Regions from separate parts of the Macaca mulatta genome. Here region 1 is linked to region 2. Evidence: chromatin contacts called from public Hi-C data. All regions are on one chromosome and are shown on one strand. The core of a region is the stretch at or near the end of the contact, and the rest is flanking DNA. Distances in the headings are between cores, read along the strand shown.

Region 1 (3,984 bases), core at 801-3,300, 41 kb before region 2:
AGACTGTGGGGAATGTTGAGACAGTGGGGGCTGCTGAGACCATGGGGACTCCTGAGACTGTGGGGATGGCTGAGACTATGGGGGCTGCTGAGACTGTGGGGACGGCTGAGACCGTGGGGACTGCTGAGACTGTAGGGATTGTTGAGACCGTGGGGACTGCTGAGACCGTGGGGACGACTGAGACCGTGGGGGCTGCTGAGACCGTGGGGACTCCTGAGACCGTGGGGATGGCTGAGACTATGGGGGCTGCTGAGAGTATGGGGGCTGCTGAGACCGTGGGGACTCCTGAGACCGTGGGGACGGCTGAGACCGTGGGGGCTGCTGAGACCGTGGGGACTCCTGAGACCGTGGGGATGGCTGAGACTATGGGGGCTGCTGAGACCGTGGGGACGGCTGAGACTGTGGGGACTCCTGAGACCGTGGGGACTGCTGAGACCGTGAGGACTGCTGAGACCATGGGGATGGCTGAGACCGTGGGGTGGGTGCTGCAGGGTGGGACCCCTGCCCCCACCCCGAGCCAGCCCGTCGGGAACAATGCCATTTCAAGCTAGACCAGAAGAAGAACTTCCTGTGACCCAGCATGAGCCAGCATGCTCTCCTCACAGCGTGCCCGCCCATGGGGCTGCTGGGAGGCTTGCCCAGACGAGCAGGTGCGCCCGCATGTCTGGGGCCCAGGCTTCGGGACTGGTCAGTTGTCTTCACCCCGTCAGCCCCGTGTGGCCGCCTCTGGCCAGGGCTGCTGCTGGGAACGTGTGTGGGTAGTGGAGGCCCTCTACCTCTTGAGGCAGCCCGGCTGCTGGGACTTGTCCAGATGCTGTCAGGGCCGGAACATCTCATTAATGAGCAGAGTCCAGGACAGGGGTTGCAAGCCCTTGGGTGGGAAGAGGCTGGGCCTCTGTGGGGAGCCTGTGCCAGCCTGGTGCCAGCCCTGTGGCCAGGAAGGCTGAGGCAGAGGCGGAGAGAGGACCCGGGTCTCATGCCACCTTTGCCTTGGGATGGGGCAAGTTGCTCGCCCTCTCTGAGCCCAGCTCGCCTCCCCTGCCTTCCCTGCAGGCTGTTGCTGGGCGTTGCAGGTGTGGAGTTCCCGCAGTGTCCAGTGCCTCACAGATCCCAGCGGGGAGGCCCCTGAATCTCATGCCCCTCAGAGGCAGCCCCTGGGGAGGTCCTGAGCTCTTTCTCTTCCCCAGCACAGGGCTCCCTGAGTCCTTCACACCTCTAGTGGGGTCCACTTTGCCACCTTCCGAAATGCATCACTGATGTCTCAGGGTAGTGCCAGGTGGACTAAGGTTGGGCAGATGGGGTGACTTAGTAGACAGAGTATGTCTCAGGCCTGAATTCAGTTCACCACTGGGCCCCTGGGAGGGAGGCCTGTTTTCTCTGAGCCTGTTGCCTCCATTCTAAAACAGTCACCAGAGGTGACTTGACCTCTCAGCCGGGCTGTGACCCTGATGTGTGGCAAGGCTGACTGTCAGCTGGGAGTGCAGGACGCACGCCATTCCCGGCCGCAGACTCCCCCCACACGTTCTGGGACCCCTCTCTGCATACTAGGGTGCTGGCCTGGCCTCCTTCTCCCTTGGCAGGTGGAGTGCCGGAATCGACGCGCTTCCTCGGTCCCCTTGGCCTGGCGATGAGGCTCCGGTTCCTGCCGGCCAAGGCTCGGCCTATGCACCTGCCGCGCACGTCCCAGAGTTGGGGCGGCAGAGGGAATCGGCCTTCAAACAGAGGGTCCCCAGGCCTGCGCGCCGCCCTGTCCCTGCCCTGCGTCCCGAACCGCCACGGCCGCCGCATCCTCCCCGCGCAGGGGTGAAGACGCCGGAGTCAAGCGAGCCGGGGCCCGGGATTTCGGAGCAGGAGCATCCTGGTTGTCCCAGCAGTTCGAGTCGCGCCCGGGTGGTGGCGGTTGCCGGCGGGTCCCAGCCCAGGCAGTGGCCTCGGAGGGGGAGTGGGGAGGAGGGGAGGGGAAGCGGGAAGGGGGAGGGCGTCCCGACTCCGCCCCCGGCCCCGGCCCCGCCTCCGCCTCGCGCCCGCTCCCAGGCTGCGGGACGGCGGGGCGCAGAGCAGAAGCCAGGCACCCACGGGCTGGGCGGCACGCGGGCCGAGATGCGCGCCCGCCTGCCGCCCCCGCTCCCAGGCTTGGGAGCGGCGCGACCCGATGGCAGGTAGCAGCGGCCTGGGCGGCGGGGCCGGGCAAGGGGCCGCTCTGCGGGCATCCCGCGCGCCGCTGCTGCTCGTGGCCCTCGTGCTCGGCGCCTACTGCCTCCGCGTCCTCCCCGGCCGCTGCCCGCCGGCCGCCCGCACCCTCGCACCGGCCCCCTCGCCCTCCGAGCCGCCCAGCTCGGTCCGCCGCCCGGGAGCACCTGATCTGCCCGTGGCCAGCGGTCCCGGCCGCCGGCGCTTCCCACAGGCGCTCATCGTGGGCGTGAAGAAGGGCGGCACGCGCGCCCTGCTGGAGTTCCTGCGGCTGCACCCCGACGTCCGCGCGCTCGGCTCTGAGCCCCACTTCTTTGACAGGTGCTACGAGCGTGGCCTCGCCTGGTACCGGTGAGCACCCTGGCCTGTCCGCCCTGACCGGCACCTTCCCGGGGAGGGCATCGTGCGCCCCAGGGAGCAGCGGGGCGAGGTTTCCGGGCAGTGGGGTTGGGACCGCCCTGTGGGGGGCCCAGGCCTGAGCTGGGGTCGTGGCTCCGGAAGAAGGAATGATACCTAGTTAGGATTCCTTGAAACTTTGAAAACTTTGGGGAAAGCCCTGGTTCCGTTCGCTCTGCTGAGGGACCCAGCAGGACTGGGGGAGGCGGTGCCATCCCAGCCCGGAGGTCGTTTCCAGCCCGTGGGATTACCTGGCAGCGTTAGAAATGCCTCTCCCGCCCTGTCACTCTGGGCAAGGAGGTGTGACTCTCTGACCGCTGGCCAGGTGCCGTAGAAAGGGGCCTCTAGGTTCCAGGCAGCCACCTAGAAAGCGTCCTTCCTCCCCAAGACCCCCGAGTCTGGGCAGTGGAATCCTTCTTGGTGGTCCTGGGAGTCCGGAGAAAGTCTGGGCTTTGGAAAGGAGGAGACTGCCTTTCCAGGAGTGCCCAGGGTGAGTCCAGCCGCATGCATGGGGCTCTGTGGCTGTCCTGCCTCTACCCATGATGGACATGGGGTGTGGCAGTGGAATGTGGGGAGCACGAAGCCCCAGCTGAAGCAGCCTGCGCTGGTGGCTGCTCATCCCCGAGCTTTGACCGAGCCCCTGCCGAGAGGACCCTGCCCAAGGCCACCTGGGGAGTCAGTTGGGGCGGCAGGACCCAGACACTTCTCCAGGTGCCCCAGTTTCTCCGTTCCTGATCCTCTGATCCTCTTCCTCCCCTCACGCCTACCCCTATTTGTTAACTTTGCCTTTTGTACTAAAACTCTTGGGTTTGGAGGGCAGGCAGGGAGGGGCTCTGTGAGAGGAGAGGGGCTCGCTTCTGAGATCTGAAGGGCTGGTGCCAGCGTGGGGTGCTGGGGAAGTCAGGTGGTGGCTAGGGGACGTGGAGTCCATCCTGGGGCTCACCTGGCTGAATCAGGCATCCTCAGCTCAGGCTCCAGGGAGAGACCTCACTCTCCTGACAGCAGGCAGGGGTCAGAATGCATCCCTAATCCCTGCTGCAGGGAGGAGGGGAGGAGGGGCTGCCAAGCTAGAAGTGGGGGAGGAGCGGAGGGGCGGGAGGGAGAAGGGGAGAAGGGGCTTTGGGTTGAGAATGTGCAGTTAAGTGGAGTAAACAACTTCAGAGCCACCCCTGACCCCATGAGCTTTGACAAGAGACTGGGGTGGGATCTGAGCTGGGCTGTGAGGAGCCCCAGGGGAAGCTAGGGTTGGGTTTAGTCCTAGAGGGTTCTGGAAGAGCCCAGGTTCCTGAGGCCAGTCCAGGCCCACCCTGGGCATGTGTCCAGCCCTGGGGGACCAGTCTGGGGAGGATGAGAGGCAGCCAAGGCCAGGCCCAGCCTGGGGGTCAGCTCTTTAGCCCT
Region 2 (4,163 bases), core at 226-2,725:
ACCCAACTCTTCCCATTATATTTGAAATGGTGAAAAGCAGGTACCTTATTTTGCTTCCCAGTATTATTTAGGAAATTTTTTAAAAATGAGGAAAAGAAAAATTGTATTTTAATAATAACATAAAACTTGGTTCTGCAGTTGCATTTTTCTTTTATGTTTGTGTTATATGTACCAAAGTTGTTCTTCTCTTTTTAAACAATGCTACATGTGGACAGTAGTAGGTGACAAATTTAATAGACTTAGTTTTTGGATCTTACTTGCCCTGGGTTGGTACTCTTAAAAATTAGTATAAGTCATTAGACTAAAAATATTTTTTCCTTTTATTTTCTAGTCAGTCTCTGCTTATCCAGACTAAAAAGAGTTTCAGATATTTAGATTTCTAAATAGAAGTAATTAAAAACATGAAGAGCTGAGAAAATTTTCGTCAGATTCACCTAAGTCCAATCCTTAGCATATCTAATTATATACACACTTTTCATACATAGATATACACATCTATGGGTATTTTCTTGATGTAATACATGCCAAATCTATCATTCGATGTAGATATATCTTATTAATTTATTTACTCTTACTCTTGCCCAGGCTGGAGTGCAGCAGCACCATCATAGCTCACCGCAGCCTCGCTCCTGGGCTCAAGCGATTCTCCCCCGTCAGCTTCCCAGTAGCTGGGACTACAGGCATGGACCATCATGCCTGGCTAATTTTTTTTTTTTTTTTTGAAACAGAGTCTCACTCTGTTGCCCAGGCTGGAGTGCAGTAGTACAATCTCGGCTCACTGCAACCTCCCTCTCGTGGGTTCACGCGACCTCTCCTGGGTTCAAGCGATTTTCACACCTCAGCCTCCTGAGTAGCTGGGACTACTCGGGTGGGCGGGCGGCGCCACAGGACAACGAGGCACTCACCACCACGCCTGGCTAATTTCTTTTGTATTTTTAGTAAAGATGGGGTTTCACCAAGTTGGCCAGGCTGGTCTTGAACTCCTGAGCTCAAGTGATCCGCCCACCTCGGCCTCCCCAAGTGCTGGCATTACAGGTGTGAGCCACCGCGCCCGCCCTTGATAATATTATAGATAGATAGATATGTCTATTTTTTTCCGGCGCACCGTCTTTGGAATCGAGCGACCACAGAGCCACACGCGGCTCTGAACCTGCTGCTGTCCTGCCCCTTTGACTCCCGCGTTGGAAGAAACGGCAGCTGGGCTCCCCTCCCCCGAGGGCAGAGTCGGAGCGCAGCGGGGGCGGAGTCAGTGCGCGGTGGGGGCGGAGTCGGAGCGCGGCGGGGGCGGAGTCGGTGCGCCGTGGGGGCGGAGTAGGAGCGCGGCGCGGGCGGAGTCGGTGCGCGGTGGGGGCGGAGTCGGAGCGCGGCGGGGGCGGAGTCGGTGCGCGGCGGGGGCGGAGTCGGAGCGCGACGGGGGCGGAGTCGGAGCGCGGCGCGGGCGGAGTCGGAGCGCGGCGCGGGCGGAGTCGCTGAGGACGGGGCGGGGCCTCGTGCTAACGGTCGCGCGCCCGTCGCACCTGCACGAGGCTGTGGCCCGAGCATCCTGTGGAGAAGCCGCGAAGCGCCGGCGACCCGGGGGTCGGGCGGGCCTGGTCCGCGAAGCTGCGGCTGCCTCTGTGCAGGCCCGGGGAGCAGCCGGCCGGGCGAGCGTCGGGTGAGCAGCGGCGTGGACCGCGTGGTGGCGACGCCGGCCCGGCCTCCAGCTGTGAGGCGGCGTCGGAGGAAGGGAGCCCGCGCGGGTCAGGGCCCGGCTTTGGGCCGGCGGACGCCCCGAGGGAGCGGCGGGCGCGCGCGTGAGGGGAGGGGGCGGGCGGAGCCGCGCCGCGTGTGGGGTACGTGCCTGCGCCCCACGCGGAGTCCGGTCCCCGCCGCATCCTCGGCTCACCGCGGGGTTGGCGGGGGCGGGTTGTCCTGTGGCGCCGCCCGCCCTCCCAGCGCCTCCCGCGGCCTCCGCAGCTTTGCCTTTCCCGGGGCTTATCGAGGCCGGTGCCGGAGGACACGCGGGAAAGCCCCTCGCGGAGCTGAGAGCCTCTGACTTGTGGGTCCGACTTTGAGTTTTCCAAGCCGCGACCTGTAAGTTGAAAAGTGCAGCGGTGGCTCACGCCTGTTATCCCAGCACTTTGGGAGGCCGAGGCGGGTGGATCACCTGAGGTCGGGGGTTCGAGACCAGCCTGACCAACATGGAGAAACCCCGTCTCTACTAAAAATACAAAACTAGTCGAGCGTGGTGGTGGGTGCCTGTCGTCCCAGCTACTCGGGAGGCTGAGGCAGGAGAATCGCTGGAACCCGGGAGGCGGAGGTTGCGATGAGCCGAGATCGCACCACTGCACTCCAGCCCAGGCGACAGTGACACTCCATCACAGACACACACACACGCACACAAAACCGGGCGCGGTGGCTCACCCCTGTAATCCTTTGGGATTACTTCAGCTTTGGGAGGCCGACGTGACCAGCCTGGCCAACATGGTGAAACCCCATCTCTACAAAAAATACAAAAATTAGCCGGGCGTGGTGGCGCGCTCCTGTAATCCTAGCTACTTGGGAGACTGAGACAGGAGAATTGCTTCAACTCAGGAGGCAGAGGTTGCAGTGAGCCAAGATCACGCCATTGCACTTCAGCCCGGGCGACAGAAAAAAAAAAAAGTGCAGATGTCTGCTGGGTACTGTGGCTTATGCCGGTCATCCCAGTGCTTTGGGAGGCCGAGGTGGGAGGATCACCTGAGGTGAGGATTTGGAGACCAGCCTGGCTAACATGGTGAAACCCTGTCTCTACTTAAAAAAAAAAAAAAATTAGCCAAGCTTGCTGGTGGTGCGCCTGTAATCCCAGCTACTTGGGAGGCTGAGGCAGGAGAATCGCTTGAACCAGGGTTGCGGAGGTTGCAGTGGGCCAAGGTTGCGCCATTGCACTCCAGCCTGGGAAGCAGAACAGACCCTGTCTCAAAAAAAAAGAAAAAAGAAAAAAGAAAAAAATCGTAGGAACCTCATCACTGAGCTCCCTGGAAGCTTCATTTGTCTACAATAGCAAGATAGAAATCACACTTGTTCCCATAACTTCAGTGCATGTTATATATGTAAAATTAGCTGTTAACTAAATTTCTAGTTCTCCAAAAGGCTAATTGTAGCAATATTATCCTCAGTTGACAAATTAGATCGCTTTTAAAAGGGCTCATGTATTCATTTAGTGAGCACATACCTGGCAGCTGCTGCATGTGAGGCCCTGAACTGCATGGTTACTGTGGGGTGCAGTGAGGACCTGGCTCTGTCCTGACGAGCTACTGTGTCATGAGGGAGAAAGACAACACAGCAGGCAACTGGCAGTGTCCAGAGGGGAGTTCAGAGGCACGGCTGCGTGAGGCAGGGTGGTAGGAAAGGCCTCTCCTGGAGACCTGAGGAGAGCCTGGTTTGGAAAGATGGGGATGCTGGAGAAAGAGGTGCTACATCTGCGAAGGCCCGAGGCCCATGCTGAGGAAATGCCCGCAGCCAGGGGACCAGAGAGCCAGGGGACCGGAGAGCCAGGGGACCAGAGAGCCAGGGGACCGGAGAGCCAGGGGACCAGAGAGGCCAGGTCAGCTGGGCATGGCATGCTACCGCAAGGAGTCTGGATTTAAGTCAGGGTGCCATGGGAAGGGTTATTTTTTTGTTTGTTTTTGAGACAGATTCTTGCCCAGTTGCCTAGGCTGGAGTGCAGTGGTGCAGTCTTTGCTCACTGCAACCTCCGCATCCCTGGTTCAAGGATTCTCCTGCCTCAGCCTCCTGAGTAGCAGGGATTATAGGCATGCGCCACCATGTCTGGCTAATTTTTTGTATTTTTAGTATAGACAGAGTTTCACCATGTTGGCCAGGCTGGTCTCAAATTCCTGACCTCGTGATCTGCCCACCTCAGGTGAAACCCCATCTCTACAAAGAATACAAAACTTAGCTGGATGTGGTGGCAGGCTTCTGTAATCCCAGCTACTGGGGAGGCTGAACCAGGAGACTTGCTAGAACCCTGGAGGTGGAGGTTGCAGTGAGCCGAGATCGCACCACTGCACTCCGGTCTGGGCAACAGAGCAAGACTCCGTCAAAAAAAAAAAAAATTGTAGAATAAAAGAGACAGTAGTTGTTGATGAATGAAGTCATCTCTGAATTCTCAGATTGAGCTCTTTCGTTCATATTAATCTTGT

Evidence for each region. A called contact is a pair of places that touch in the nucleus more often than the background predicts.
Region 1: a Hi-C map of liver shows a contact between it and region 2, with 2.4 times the contacts expected there. The contact joins the promoter of HS3ST6 here to the promoter of MEIOB in region 2. A contact is called at or near these places in 6 of 14 Hi-C or Micro-C datasets (CD4 T cells, blood, fetal cortex germinal zone and 3 more).

Annotation. Positions count from the first base shown.
Region 1 is chr20:3,141,607-3,145,590 of T2T-MMU8v2.0, reverse strand. It overlaps HS3ST6 (heparan sulfate-glucosamine 3-sulfotransferase 6), which reads left to right and starts at 2,050. Exons shown (of 2, transcript XM_015125329.3): 1 at 2,050-2,541. The coding sequence starts at 2,153.
Region 2 is chr20:3,100,091-3,104,253 of T2T-MMU8v2.0, reverse strand. It overlaps MEIOB (meiosis specific with OB-fold), which reads left to right and starts at 1,475. Exons shown (of 14, transcript NM_001193903.2): 1 at 1,475-1,654.